4 separate regions of the Mus musculus genome follow, and all the other regions are linked to region 3. A link is a contact called in public Hi-C data. All regions are on one chromosome and are shown on one strand. Each heading gives the region's core, a stretch centred on a gene start, on an enhancer-like site or on the middle of the called end of the contact. The rest is flanking DNA. Distances are from core to core; before and after follow the strand shown.

Region 1 (3,211 bases), core at 424-2,923, 780 kb after region 3:
ATCTGCACGATGGAGACCATTCCTCCCCAAATCCAAGGGTAACAGAAGGCATTTATCTATTTCTCCATTCCTTTTTATTTCTGAGACAGCTCAAGTTGTCTAAAACTCGAGATCATTGTGTGCTGAGTGACAGGCAGCAGGTGTGCATGTCACGTGTGCTCTCCAGCTCATTTCCAAGTGATAGAAATCCATCTCAAATTAGGGAAAGAAAAAGATACAGAGGGTAGAGGAAATATAGATTCCTGGAGTAAAGATCTCTGGTTGATATTATGTAGTATGAGTGATCCATTGGGCTAAATGGCCTTTTAACAAGTAGATTTTTAGATGTATCTCATCTAACATCCAATTTTATTTTTGAGCTTTGATAGAAAATATGGAGAATCTTCCAAGAAAACCGGAAAAAGCCACATGGACAGCAGAGTGAGACATACACTCTGCATTTCTTGGCTTTATGTTTGCCCTCTACTAGCTGCACCCAAGTTAAGAATTCTAGCAGATCTGTAAGTCTCCTTTCCTTGGGGGTGGGGAGTTCAGGATGCAAGTCTTTACTCCACATGCAAATGTCATTGTTCTCTGATGTCTAATAATGAAGCTAGTCAGAGGCCACTGTTTGGTATTTTCCCAGTTAACTTACACTGTAGTACATCCAGAATCCTGCAGGGTCACTGGGTGTAGGGAACTGACCACGAAAGCAGAGGAAGGCAAGGAGCCTACTGTGTGTCACAGGGAAAACTGCATGGCATGGCATGACTCGCTTGCTCTGGAGGCAATGAGCTTTGTGCTGAGCGTGGCTTCCAATCATAGCTTTTTGGCTAGCGGGACTGTATAAAACACCAGTCCTTATGCTTTGGGCTAAGGGCATGCTCCCTCAGGCCCAGGACCATTCCCACCGCGCACTCCACCACTGGTGTGACTGCACTCCGTCCCTGGATGAACCAGAAGCATGACTGGTGTGGAAAGCACCTCACTGGTCTCATGTCATGGTGAAATGGAATGTTTTCATTTCACAGCAATCCGGTTAAAATACATGTCATTGCCCCATTAAACAGTGGAGACCATTTCCTATTTATTTATTTATTTATTTAATTGACTTAAAGCTCCTTTTACAAATGGACTCCCTGGGCTGTTTACAATTAGTACGATGGCTCTTTCTTTAATGACAATTCTCTTCTTATGATGTCAAGTCTCCTCGAGTTTTTCCGTTCAAGATAAAGAGATAAAATAAGCAAACAAGTGCAGACTGCAAAAACAAACTGCTTCTGAGGATTTAAGTGTGGGATGCCTTCAACAGTGCCCAGCCCCACCCACACCTTCCATGCGGAGCCTATCTAGCACAACAATGCTGGCATTGTCTTCCTTGAATTCAGCAATGCCAAGGAGAGACAGAGGCTTTCCTCTAGTCACACAGGGCCAGGTAATTGATGACCTAATAAACTGCTTCCTGGGAACAACTACCTTAACATGTAGGGTTTTGTTATGGGTACTTTTAAGGGACCCTAAGATATTTGTCCAAGACTGGTGTTCTATGTTATAGATAAATAAGTTCCCTTATGACAGACACTGGATCCATGGAACACTCCTAGTTTTTCCTTTAAATTTGGATGGGATAAGCCGGATGGGGGGGATATTTACACAGAGCTTGGGACAAACAAAACAGATCAGGGGACTGTGAAGCCCATTATGAGATTCTAAAGAAGCCACTTGGTCTCTCAGCTTCCATTACCTGCTGCACTGTCTCCCCAGCTCCAACAGTGTAAATTCTTACGACACGGTATTGGATGCACAGGAACAACTTAGTAAATGTTGTATGTCTATTAAAATTCTTTCATTTTCATTTTTACTAGAGTTCTTTTAGGATGAATGTGTAAAAATTCTGAAATAGATGGTTCTTTATTTGAAATACATTTCTTTATTGACACAGAAAATGGATCAAAAATGTTGACCGTGTCCCTCAGTATTGAAGTGTGTGTGTGCCTGCCATGTTCAACACCACTGGTTCTAGCCTAGCACCCAAAACACGTATCCCGCTAACCACATAATATTCAACTGTTGTCTTAGTATCTCCAGAGGAACGAACTAATACATGAACGATAGTTTCCTTTGACATTTAAACATTTTATTTCAATACTTTGCTTTCCTTCATTAAAGGAGCAACTTTAAAAATTGTCTTGTATCAAAATATGGTCCAATATCCATTGAGCAGTGGACTGCATCTTATACTAATTGACCCAGCTGGAAATCAGATCCGCCCAGCAGGACAGGCCATGCACGGCTCAGTCCTTAGCATCCTTTTCCTACTGGGATGCCAGAAGGAAGTCTCCTTCCTTAATTTTTACATAGGAGGTCTTGCTTTGGTTTTTGTTTTGTGTTTGCTATAGGGAAAAATAAAGATTGACTGTTACCTTAAATATGCAACCTCTAGGCAGCCATTGGTTTCTAAACAATCTTTCCTGTACCCAAACAGTATATGCTCTGGTTTCATTTTTCACAAAGGGTAGTGATATATTTGAATATGAGGCTCTTTAGAGCAGCATTTCAGTTTACATTTGAAAAAGGACCTACAAATTTAAGCAAATAGTCCAAGTGAGTGTGTGGGATACCATGCTGTGGGTGTGTACAGAAATGCCCCCCTATGCTGGATGTCCGTGACATGAGCAGAGCAGCCTGACTACACACCCCACAGAGAAGATATTCTCTACAAATAAATCGACTTTGCAGACAGGCAGGGGCTCTTTAGAACATGGGTTCTTCCAGGTCCTACCAGTTCCTATGTAAAAGTAAAAGCCCCTTTATTCAAAGCCACTGCTCGGAGAGGACAAGACTCAGGCCACCTGGCCAGAGAGCCCAATCTGGTCCACTTGAGTTGGGACACAGAAGCGAAGCTTTCAGTAAACCTGCATAGACAGGTTCTCACCTTCTCTCAGAGGCATGCTTTCAGTAACGCCATCCTACCTTCCCAGCTGTGCCCTAGACACCCATTTTGTTTGGGAGCCTTATTCTAAAATGCACAGAGATCTGGCAGCAGTGGTACAGATGACCACACCATTTTCCAGCTCACTCTTTGGAGAGGAAAGAACATAGCTCAATCTTCTAAAAAGAAGTACAACTTAACTTTCAACTCTGCTTTCAGGAGTAGATGTCAATTGGGATAATTAAACAATCTGGCATGTGACAATGAAAAATGGAAGAGGGGGCTCAGTGTTTAAGAGCA
Region 2 (3,075 bases), core at 73-2,572, 860 kb after region 3:
GCCAGAACGCCAGTGTCCGTCCACAGTGTCACACTGCCTCTCGTGGCTCACGGCTTGTATGAAATAAACACAGGCTGGTTAAGGGTTATCTTTCAACTCTATAGCCTGGCTCTAAGAGAGTCATAGATAGATGCTACAGAGAGGGAGGACTTCATACTTTAAAGCCCACTAAGAAACATCCGGAATATCCACGGTCCTTCTTCTGCTGGTCACAACTGCAGGCAAAGGTTGCCTGCTGGCAGAGACTTGGGTATTGGTAAACACTGCACACGGCACAGCACAGCACCGCCCTCCAGAAAGAACGGTCGACTCAAAGTCTCAACAGGCCTGAGGTTGAGGAGCTAAACTCAAGAGAATGTCTATTACTACAGGTGAGAGAGAGAGAGAGAGAGAGAGAGAGAGAGATCAATCGATCATGCCTCTTTCTGCCCTGAAAGAGAACCATCCTAGACCTACCAAAGCATTAGGCACCCAGGCAGGAATGCATTCAATATCCAGTTTACAGGACAGAGTACAAGCCAACAGCTGAGCTAGCCTTCCCCACCAGGTAGGTCTGACTGTCCATCTGCACGTGACAGTGGTGCTGAGGGAGACTGAGTCTTTATACCTTTTTTTTTTTTTTTGAGAACTGATAAAATTCTTTAGGCAAATTTGTACCTAATGACAACACCCATCCATACTTGGAGAAAATTCTTAAAGCTGCATGGATCCCATGAGGCCCAGGAAACATGAGCTAGAGCAAGAGCAGGCAGGCTGCCAAACATACACCGACACACCGGCACCCCAGGCTGGGGTTATGGCATGCTCACTCTATGAACGCTATCCTCTTCTCTAAGGCCCCTGCACAGAGTCCTACTGTGTTCCTCAATTCTCCCACCTATGATTGGCACCTCTTGCCACTTGCCTGTAACAGTTGCCGGGCCCCATTCATGACAGAACTGGAAAAGACAAAATGTCTTGATTTGCTGGCTGGGTAAGGAGGATGCAGAAGGACGCTACACTTTAGTTCAGAATTTGAGATGTTACCTATGGAAAGAGGTTTTGCAGAGACAGTGTGAAAAGCAAATCCAGTTTCCAAAGACCCCATCCAGAGCACCAGGCAGCCAGCTTCTAGCAGCCTTGTGCTCAGGAAGATGCTCTGAGATGCAGGGCACACTTCTGACTATGCTATATTTATAAACTGCTCAGGGAGAAAAGTCAACTTTTAATGCAAAGAGAATATCCTTGGATGGATTTGGTCTTGGAAATTTCTCTATGAAAATGCCACACCACGGTGTATTTTAACATCAGTGTGAGCCACACTGCCATCTATGGCCACTTCCCACTTCACTTCAGTCAGAAAGCCCGGCTTTGCTTTCTGACAGTTTCTGAACACTGCCAGAAGACAGGAAACCCTTTCAGGTAGGAAATATACTAGCAATGATCCCCACACCCCCAAGTGTGTCTTTCTGACTTTCTACATACTTCTGTAGGATCTACCTCAGGGTATAACAAACAACTCAAAAGCGGTCAGTTTAAAGATAAAGAATTCTTGGAAATGATAAGACTTTCTAGAAAATATCTCTATGACAACAAAGTAAGGAAAACACTTAAATGAATATAGTATGTTTCCAAATTAGGAAAATTATTAATGTGTTATCAAACTAAAAACAGCATTTGTTTAAGACACATGATACTATTTCTTTCCAACCTGAGTATTGTGGACTAAATTCTACTCAGAAATAGTTTAAAATTTTTCAGTTTAAAATTTTAACTACTCTGTCAATGATTTCTCAACTTTCGTGGTAAGACACATTTGGGGACCCTTTCACAGGGGTCTCCTAAGACCAATGGAAAACACAGATATTTACATGACGATTCAATACAGTAATTACAGATATGAAATATCATCGAAAACCACTGCATGGAGAACTGTATTGAAGGGCTACAGTGTTGAAAAGATTGAGAATCTGATGATTTAAATTGCTATCCTAAGCTCTGGGTAGTGTAAAGTTAAAGATGTTCTGACCTGGCTACACAGAGGACTTTCAGTTGTTCCCTAAAGAAGAAGCAAGCAAGCATCCAGCAATTCTGCTGCTGGCTTGTAGGTAACGTTCCCCACGCCGGTGCACAGCATCATCATTTGGAACCAAGTGGATTTTCCCTTTCTTTCTATTCCAAATTCACTCGGCTTTCTGCCAAGAGAAAACAGACACAGGAGGCAAAGAGCAATTCTGTTAAGATCAATGAAGATGTTGGCCATAACGGAATCCCATTTATCCATCACATCCGTACTTCTGTTTCTCTGATTAGAGATTACTAGCAATTTCTTTACAATTCTTTTACAAAATTAAGTTACAATCCATCTTTCAAGACTTCACAGAGTAGAAAAAAAGTGTGTGCACTGTATGTGTTCTCATGCATGCACCTGTGTATAGTATACATTATTTGTCCTGAATCCAGAAATAGCACAAGCATATGTACATATACAGAGAGTCCTGTGTTTCCTTTAAGAAAATGTAAGCCTGGCCCGATGCATTTGAAATAGCAGCTTTTAAAATGCAGTGTTCACATGAAGACACTATAGTGCACTGACTCTGGGTTCCAGGTCAAAGCCACAGTCAGTACTAGCTAAGAACTCACAGCTTGCCTTTGTTTTATCCAAAGCTCAACTGAGAATTTAAAATATTCACTTTGCCACCTAGAGAGAAAAATTATATATGCATATCTTCTTTGTTTCCTCCAACTAAAGATTATCATAAAACCTAAATATACCATAAGGAAATTAATTTTAAGGAAATTTCATACAATGTAATTATAAGATAACAGGGTTTTTTTGTAATTAAAATTTTTATTTAAAATCATTTTAGGGTTTTAAAAGCAAAAAGAAATTAAAATTAAACTCAAATTCACACAGAAAAAAGAACTTCCCTGTTTTAGGTGCAAAGCTACCAAGTGACCCAGCACAAGCTTCTAATCCAAACGGGGCTGGGGCTTTGCCTAGCTCTCTGTCTTAGCTTCCTACATCAGCTACTCGGTTCCAAATTCACAAGTATAGAGAATCACTTGAGGAGCTGCCCTAAAAAAGCCATCACA
Region 3 (3,560 bases), core at 253-2,752:
GTTTCTGTGAGCGTGACTCACAAATAACTAGTTCTACTCTTCCTCCTTCTGCTGTGAATACTGACTCTTAGCAAATCCCGCCCTCCTGAAGCACATAGCCAAATGAAGTCCAGAGACAGGAAGTGACTGTTTCAAACTCGTACCAGAATTACTTATCTGAACCAAGTCCATTGTACCAGCCAAGACAGACTAAGTCGTGCTAACGAAACAACAGCTTCCCAGTGCGGGAACACACCCTAAGAAACATAACGCTTTTTCTCGGTTTTTATTTGTGGACATACTCCAAGTCCATCCCATATTGGTAGCGGGAATCATGGAGCCAAGTAGACTGATGGAGCTACCATCATATCAAATAGTCCGAATTTCAAACAGCCGAGGAAAGAATTTCGGATGTCTAGCTTCAGATGTGAAAGGCACATGGGTCATTTCTGCGCAAAGTCATTGGTCAATCTAACCACAACCGGAGTGGGAGGAGCTGTGTCTGGAGGAGGGTGTTCATTCTCTTTACTCCTGTCCTCTAGTACTAGCTGCTTCATTCTATCTTCCGGAAGGATGTTCCGTAACCCACAGCCGGCTTTCCTGGAAGATGTAGTGTTCTTCCTGGGGATATGGGGATGGGAGAAACAGACAGCCTATATAAACTCCAGAGCTAACCACAGGAAGCCCCGGACCAGCTACATGTGCGCTGTGGACCCCGCTCTGACACTCGGGACCGGGCACCCTTTTGAGTTTCTCCCTTTTTGAGCTATGGGCCCAGCAGGCCTGGGGCAATGTTTCAGGAGAGGTCTCTAATTTTTGTATCTAGCATCTGCTTCATGCCTAAAGAAGTAGAGTTCTTGGACCCTGCTGTTGACCCCCGGGGGAAACTAAGTAAGCAGTTTGATACCCCATTTTTCTTAGTCCCAGGCTCTCTTTTGTGTTACATAACTGTGGTTGTCAGGTTCAATCTGATTATTTCGCTGGGTAGACTAGCAAGCGTTTGGATGAATTGTCCCTTGCCCCTAAGCTCAAATGCTCATATTTTCAGTTCAGTGCGCAGAAGGCCCTCACAGGGTCCAATCTGGGTTTCTTTTTCCTTTTCTTTTTCTCCCTCCTTCCTATTCTTTCCCTCCAGTAATATTCACAGCATTTCCCATTCTCTTTTGGAAGCAGTCTCAGTCTGTAGCCCAGGCTGGCCTCGGACTGGCGCCAGTCCTCTTGCTTCAGCAGCATTCATGCTGGGATTACAGATGACACAATCACGTCCGGCTTTCCAGTTTTCTGTTTCTGTCATAATTTATCATCCTGTTTCCCAACCCCTTCCTTTAGAGACCTGGTCCCTGTGGATCTATAACTTCTAGGAGAGCTGGGGAGTGGGGGTGGGGGTTGAGACTGTGTGTACCAAGTTCAATTTCCACACCTTGATGGTTTTACCCAAGGCAGCCTCCATGGGCGGGCAGAGCAGGAGTGGGTGGGCAGACCTGCTCATTCATGGCTCTGTGATTGCGAGTGTGCAACCCTGCAGCCCTGAGTCACACTGACAGATCGCCTGTCTGGACTTTGTTTATTTAGAATGCTGCAGACACCCAGAGGCTGAGGATGAACAAGCATCCGAATGTTATGTTGTCACAATGCAGTCTCCTTGGGCATATCAAGTGCCAGCTCCATCTAGAAACCCAAGGGACCACAATCTGGACTCCCTAACCAACAGGTACAATCATTTCAGATCAATATTTTAGTGTGGTATTATCCAGTTTGTGATCAAAGCTTTCAGAGGCTGAGAGGAATTCTCATGTCCAATCTGGAATTCTTAGAGCCTCAAGTCCTCATCAGGACAGGCTGATCTGTAGGCATGTTTGGGTTCTGTTGCTTTTTTCCTGAGCTGGGTCCAAGATGTTGCCCTAGATGTGAGAGCCTCTCCTTGGCAGACTTTGACAGAGCATGCTGTCAGAAGAGTCCTAAGAATTAAAAGAGGGTTTTCTTGTGTTCTTTTCAGGAAATAAATGTAAAAGATTCAAAACTGTGTTCACACAAATTTTCCTCTGCTGATGTCCAGCTGGGGAAAGATGGGAGAGGAACAGAGAGAGAGAGAGAGAGAGAGAGAGAGAGAGAGAGAGAGAGAGAGAGAGAGAGAGAGAGAGACCTGGGCTTGATTTGCTAAAGGATGGAGCTGGGGACCACCTTGCTCTGGCCTGGAGGTGCCACAAGATGGCAGCATTTCTGAATCTTCTCAGTGCTCAGGGGGCCAGCCTGCAGGGCACAGGGCTGCCTTGGCCTGACCTGTCTTCCCTGCATTAAGAAGTATTAAGAGGTCCAACCAGAACATCTGCTTGAAGGGCTGGATATCCACAGTCCAGCTCTCTCAACAACATCAACTCAGTGGCCATGTGGACCCTACATTGGATTGACTTAGTTTTTTAAAGAAACTGCCTTTTGGCCAGCTGTTGTACAAAGCTAAGGAACTCTGGGGTGCATTAGGAAGCACAGCCTTTGAGCCTCAGTCTGGGCACTGAGGGCTCCATCAACTGTCTGGCATCAAGGCCAGAAGCCCTGCTCTTCCAACCTCCAACACCAGGATCTAACAGCCTAACAGGCAGTTTTGTCAAGGCAACCCTTCTTGGTGTGTATCCTGGACAGCTTACTCACTTACTCGCTTGTAAATCAACATTCATTTGGCAACTTTTGAGCCAGAGTCTCCAGGGAAACAGAGTAAAGCTCTTCCATCATGGAATCTGCATCTCGGATGTGCCGCTGGAGGCCAAGTTCATGAAACTTTGTTGCGAAGGGTCTTGTAGGGTGATGACTGGGACTCTAGAAGCCTCCATCACCTTCTAGCTGAGCCTCTGCGTCTGTTTTCTGAGATGTTGTGTGTGTTATTGGAAGCAATTAAAGAGCAAATAGGTTATGTGAATTTATCATAGGCTAGATGAGAGCTGTTTCAGGTACAGCTATGCAGCCTCCCAACACCAGAGGGCGCTGTTTACATAACTGCTTCTGCAACCTTTATCGCTTAAATCTCAAGTTACCCATCGATGATATCACCGAGGGACTGTTGTTATGAAGATTAAATAAATAGATGAATGAATAAATAAATAAATAAATAAATAAATAAATAAATAAATAAATAAATAAATAATAAAGTATGCAAATAATGTTTATCTCCATACCTGGTGTGCATCATTACAATTCGATTTAGATACCCATTGTTAGAGCTAAATATAAAGATTGAAACCTGCTTTTGATGTCGTAACTAGGGTCTCAGGGTGGTCTTCAGAGCGTGTATTTGGTTCTGAATACCAACTTTCACCAGACAACCCCTTCCTTTTTCCTTCTGCCTAAAGAACTTGTCTCTGTCGTTGAAGTGGCTGTGAGTCCTCACTTCTCTCTCTGAGCATTCGTGGTCTGACCAGCGGCCAGCTCTAGATCACTGAAGGAAGGTTTGTCTAATCAATTGGACAGGGACACTGGCCAAGAATTATCCAAAAGAGGAGTGATGGGGGGGAGGGAAACCATGGCTACATTGAGTGACCTCTACAGTGGTAACTACTGACCTGCCCAAGATCAACTGACTTGTCAGACTC
Region 4 (3,235 bases), core at 417-2,916, 1.0 Mb after region 3:
AATGGTATAAAAATATAATGTTTCAATATATGTATACTTTGCCAACTAACATAATGTATCTTGGATTGGTAGATATGTCCTTGACTTTTTACTCAGACAATATGATCCCAACATTAAGACAAACGTATTTCCTACCTGAGTCTTAGTCTTCTCATCTAAAAGGTGAGCAGCATAAGCAACTTCATGGGGGGCATTTCTGGAATGCAGTCCCGCAGATCCATGCTGGGCAGTCTGAGAAATGTCCCAGTTTGCAGTCTGTACCTTTTGGCTTCGTTGTGACCATGGCAAGGAGCATGCTGGGAAGTGAAGACGAGTCATCCAAGTCCACTGTTGAATGTCTGCTGGCCGCCAGACTCACCCCTAGGCAGTTTATACACGTTCGCGCCCAGAAATCCTAAGAAAACCGCACACAAGGTACATTTTTCAGAGGAGTAAACTGAGGCCCAGAGGAACCAAGGGCGCCGCTTCAGCTCAGGGCCGGGGACTCGCTACTGCCACGGGCAGTCCTCAGTAGCACACCCTAACTAAGGCAAGAAATGTCTCTGTGGGATAGGTATTTAGGAGTTGTGTGTTCACTGTGGTCCGATGGTTCCTGGGAGAGCACGCTAACACGTGCGTTCTTTTAAAGCCACGTGAGCATCCTGGATAGCATGATGGGGAAGCTGGAAACGTACGCCAATCACCTGGAGGAAGTGGTAGAGGAGCGGACCCGCGAGTTGGTGGCAGAGAAAAGAAAGGTGGAGAAACTCCTGTCTACCATGTTGCCAAGGTATTTAGGAGCAGTGTTGGGCAGGCCAAAAACAACCCGAGGATGATAAGCTGCCCTGTCTTAGTGTCTCTGAGCAGGAAAAATATTTCTGTTGTGTGTAATAATTAAAAAATAAGCAATCCTTGCTATCGCCTGCTACTCTCCGGCTCCATTCCCGCGGTTCATTCCCGCAGTTTGCACAGTTTTCTGTCATCCAACCACTGTGGCTAGCTGTCATAAATCCCTGTAACCCAGTAAAACTCTAGAGGCTTGTAATTTATCAGTCAGATTTATATCAGTAAATTCTCAACCCACGAAATGCCCACACAATGAACTGAGAGCCAACCTAGACTGGACAAATTGTCCTGTATATTAATCCATCTTTCCTATGACATTCATAGCTACCTGTGATCTTCTCTGTTCTTCTGTCCCTCTCTGTCTCATCTCTAAAACTCTCAGCCCGCCTTCTTTTCCCACTGCCCAATCAGAGGCTTCTAGCCTTATCTTTGCCTGCCCTCACCCGCATATCAATAGCAATGCACATTGTAACCCGCGATAATGTGCAATGGGTTTATATAAAAAAAATTAACGCAACATATTTCCATTGTTCTTTTTCTAAGAGGATATCAAGCTTTGTAAAAGGGGGCCAAGCAGGGAGAGAAGGGGGGGGGGAGGGGGAGAGAGATGGAGGGAGGGACTGAGGAAGGGATATATATATATATATATATATATATATATATACATACATATATATGCATATGCGTACGTATGTATGTATATGTATGTATGTGTGTATGTACGTATGTATGTGCAAAAGTTGGCAAGTCGATTCACCTTATTAATGAAAACACAGGCAAACAAACCACAGAAAATTCAAGTGTGGTTTATGTGGAAAGTGGTGAATGCAGTAACAGGATATAGCCACTAGATGGCAGGCTAGCTTCATGTCTCCTTTGTCTAGCTCAGAATGTGCCTGTGGCATCAACTAAAAAAAAAAAAAAAAAAAGCTTCAACGTTGTTTCTCTTTCCACCTATGCATCCTCTGACCTCCAGATGGAAGCATTTACTTTTGAAATGTTTGTGCATTTGCATGTCACCAGAAGAGTGGAAGAGGGGAATATTTATTTATTTTCTTTATTTTGAGATAGGGTCTCAATATGTAACCATGGCTGCCCTGGAGCTGACTGTGTTGACAAGTTTGTCTTTGAACTCACAGAGATCCACCTGCCTCTGTCTCCTGAGTGCTGAGATTAATGGCCCATACCTTTCTAGAGCAGTAGTTCTCAACCTATGGGCTGTGACCTGTCCCCGATTTCCACCCTTTCCTGCGGATTACAGCCACCACTTAAAAATCTCTGTAGAGAAAACACCAAGTGAATAAATGCGTGTCATTAAGTCCCTCTATATGGCAAATTTAATAAGTAAAAACCTAGCTCACCAAAGCCGAAGGGGCTGCAGAGGGTCGGCTCTGCCAAGAGCCTTGGAAGCGGAAACAAGCATGAGTTTGTTAAGACCCATCTACCCTTTCTCTGATTTCAGCTTCGTGGGAGAACAGCTAATAGCCGGAAAGTCTGTAGAACCGGAACACTTTGAGTCTGTCACCATCTTCTTCTCTGACATCGTGGGGTTCACAAAGCTGTGTTCCCTCAGCTCCCCCCTGCAAGTGGTGAAGCTCCTCAACGACCTGTACAGCTTGTTTGACCACACGATACAGAGCCATGATGTATACAAGGTGAGCCGAGGTGCCCTGGGCTGTGATGCACAGACTCCCCATCTGCTGTCTCCAGGCTGAGGACAGACCACCTCTCAGCTCGTCTCAATCCATGGCAGAACCCCGATGCTTGATTTCTGTCCATCTTCTCCGGAAGGGTCTTGATTAGCCACAAATGTGCACGCTTGTCCGGAGTCACTGGGTGGCGGCTGCAGATGACTCAGTCAGTAAAGTGATTGCCTCGCAAACTGAAAGACTTGAATTTGATCATCAGAATCCATGTAGGAATAAGCAGGGCTTCGTGGTGCTAAATTCTCAGCCCCACGGAGGCAGAGTGAGGCAGAGTGCTGGGATCTGACGGCCAAGCATCTTCATTCACAGGCCAGTGAGAGAGTCTGCCTCAAACACCAAGGTGCACAGTGGCTAAGGAATGACAACTGAGGTTTCCTCTGTCCTCCACACTCGCACTGCATTGCTATGAATATCCGTTCTTTGCCCATTATTTTAATCTCTCTCTCTCTCTCTCTCTCTCTCTCTCTCTCTCTCTCTGGTTTTTTTCGAGACAGGGTTTCTCTGTGTAGCCCTGGCTGTCCTGGAACTCACTCTGTAGACCAGGCTGGCCTCGAATTTAGAAATCCACCTGCCTCTGCCTCCCAAATGCTGGGATTAAAGGCGTTCGCCACCACGCCCAGCCCATTATTTTAATCTCGCAGAAAAGATGTTTGAAAGGAGGCAGTGGCCAGTACTGAGTGTATGTCTTTCAGATCCTGGGAAGC

The links. Hi-C and Micro-C count contacts between places; a contact is called where the count stands out from the background.
Region 1: a contact with region 3 is called in a Hi-C map of the N1E-115 cell line, with 4 times the contacts expected there. The contact joins two enhancer-like sites. A contact is called at or near these places in 1 of 39 promoter capture datasets (the C10 cell line), 3 of 15 datasets of contacts at CTCF or cohesin (large pre-B cells, pro-B cells and stem cell-derived epiblast-like cells), 46 of 484 Hi-C or Micro-C datasets (the AML12 cell line, the AtT-20 cell line, B cells and 28 more), 2 of 115 datasets of contacts at active chromatin or transcription factors (embryonic basal ganglia and embryonic stem cells) and 1 of 9 other capture datasets (embryonic stem cells).
Region 2: a contact with region 3 is called in a Hi-C map of the N1E-115 cell line, with 9 times the contacts expected there. The contact joins two enhancer-like sites. A contact is called at or near these places in 1 of 39 promoter capture datasets (the C10 cell line), 3 of 15 datasets of contacts at CTCF or cohesin (the NIH/3T3 cell line, large pre-B cells and pro-B cells), 77 of 484 Hi-C or Micro-C datasets (the 3T3-L1 cell line, the AML12 cell line, B cells and 47 more), 4 of 115 datasets of contacts at active chromatin or transcription factors (astrocytes, bone marrow-derived dendritic cells, embryonic basal ganglia and 1 more) and 1 of 9 other capture datasets (embryonic stem cells).
Region 4: a contact with region 3 is called in a Hi-C map of the N1E-115 cell line, with 4 times the contacts expected there. The contact joins two enhancer-like sites. A contact is called at or near these places in 1 of 15 datasets of contacts at CTCF or cohesin (embryonic stem cells), 3 of 484 Hi-C or Micro-C datasets (the N1E-115 cell line, embryonic stem cells and pro-B cells) and 1 of 9 other capture datasets (embryonic stem cells).

The regions. Positions count from the first base shown.
Region 1 is chr19:55,417,088-55,420,298 of GRCm38.p6, reverse strand. The region is part of intron 5 of Vti1a (vesicle transport through interaction with t-SNAREs 1A); the gene reads right to left. Among named protein-coding and RNA genes, the nearest start is that of Vti1a, 100 kb to the right of the region's middle. Within about 2 kb of position 1,673, at least 14 of the 459 cell types and tissues checked have an H3K27ac peak or open chromatin away from gene starts, as enhancers often do. A contact at or near this core is called in the N1E-115 cell line, where this site is marked.
Region 2 is chr19:55,339,813-55,342,887 of GRCm38.p6, reverse strand. All of the region lies in intron 3 of Vti1a (vesicle transport through interaction with t-SNAREs 1A), which reads right to left. Among named protein-coding and RNA genes, the nearest start is that of Vti1a, 25 kb to the right of the region's middle. Within about 2 kb of position 1,322, at least 16 of the 459 cell types and tissues checked have an H3K27ac peak or open chromatin away from gene starts, as enhancers often do. A contact at or near this core is called in the N1E-115 cell line, where this site is marked.
Region 3 is chr19:56,200,598-56,204,157 of GRCm38.p6, reverse strand. No RefSeq gene overlaps it. Among named protein-coding and RNA genes, the nearest start is that of Gm32028, 25 kb to the right of the region's middle. Within about 2 kb of position 1,502, at least 28 of the 459 cell types and tissues checked have an H3K27ac peak or open chromatin away from gene starts, as enhancers often do. A contact at or near this core is called in the N1E-115 cell line, where this site is marked.
Region 4 is chr19:55,205,397-55,208,631 of GRCm38.p6, reverse strand. Gucy2g (guanylate cyclase 2g) reads left to right here. Exons shown (of 21, transcript NM_001081076.3): 16 at 629-769; 17 at 2,288-2,480. Among named protein-coding and RNA genes, the nearest start is that of Mir6715, 14 kb to the right of the region's middle. Within about 2 kb of position 1,666, at least 8 of the 459 cell types and tissues checked have an H3K27ac peak or open chromatin away from gene starts, as enhancers often do. A contact at or near this core is called in the N1E-115 cell line, where this site is marked.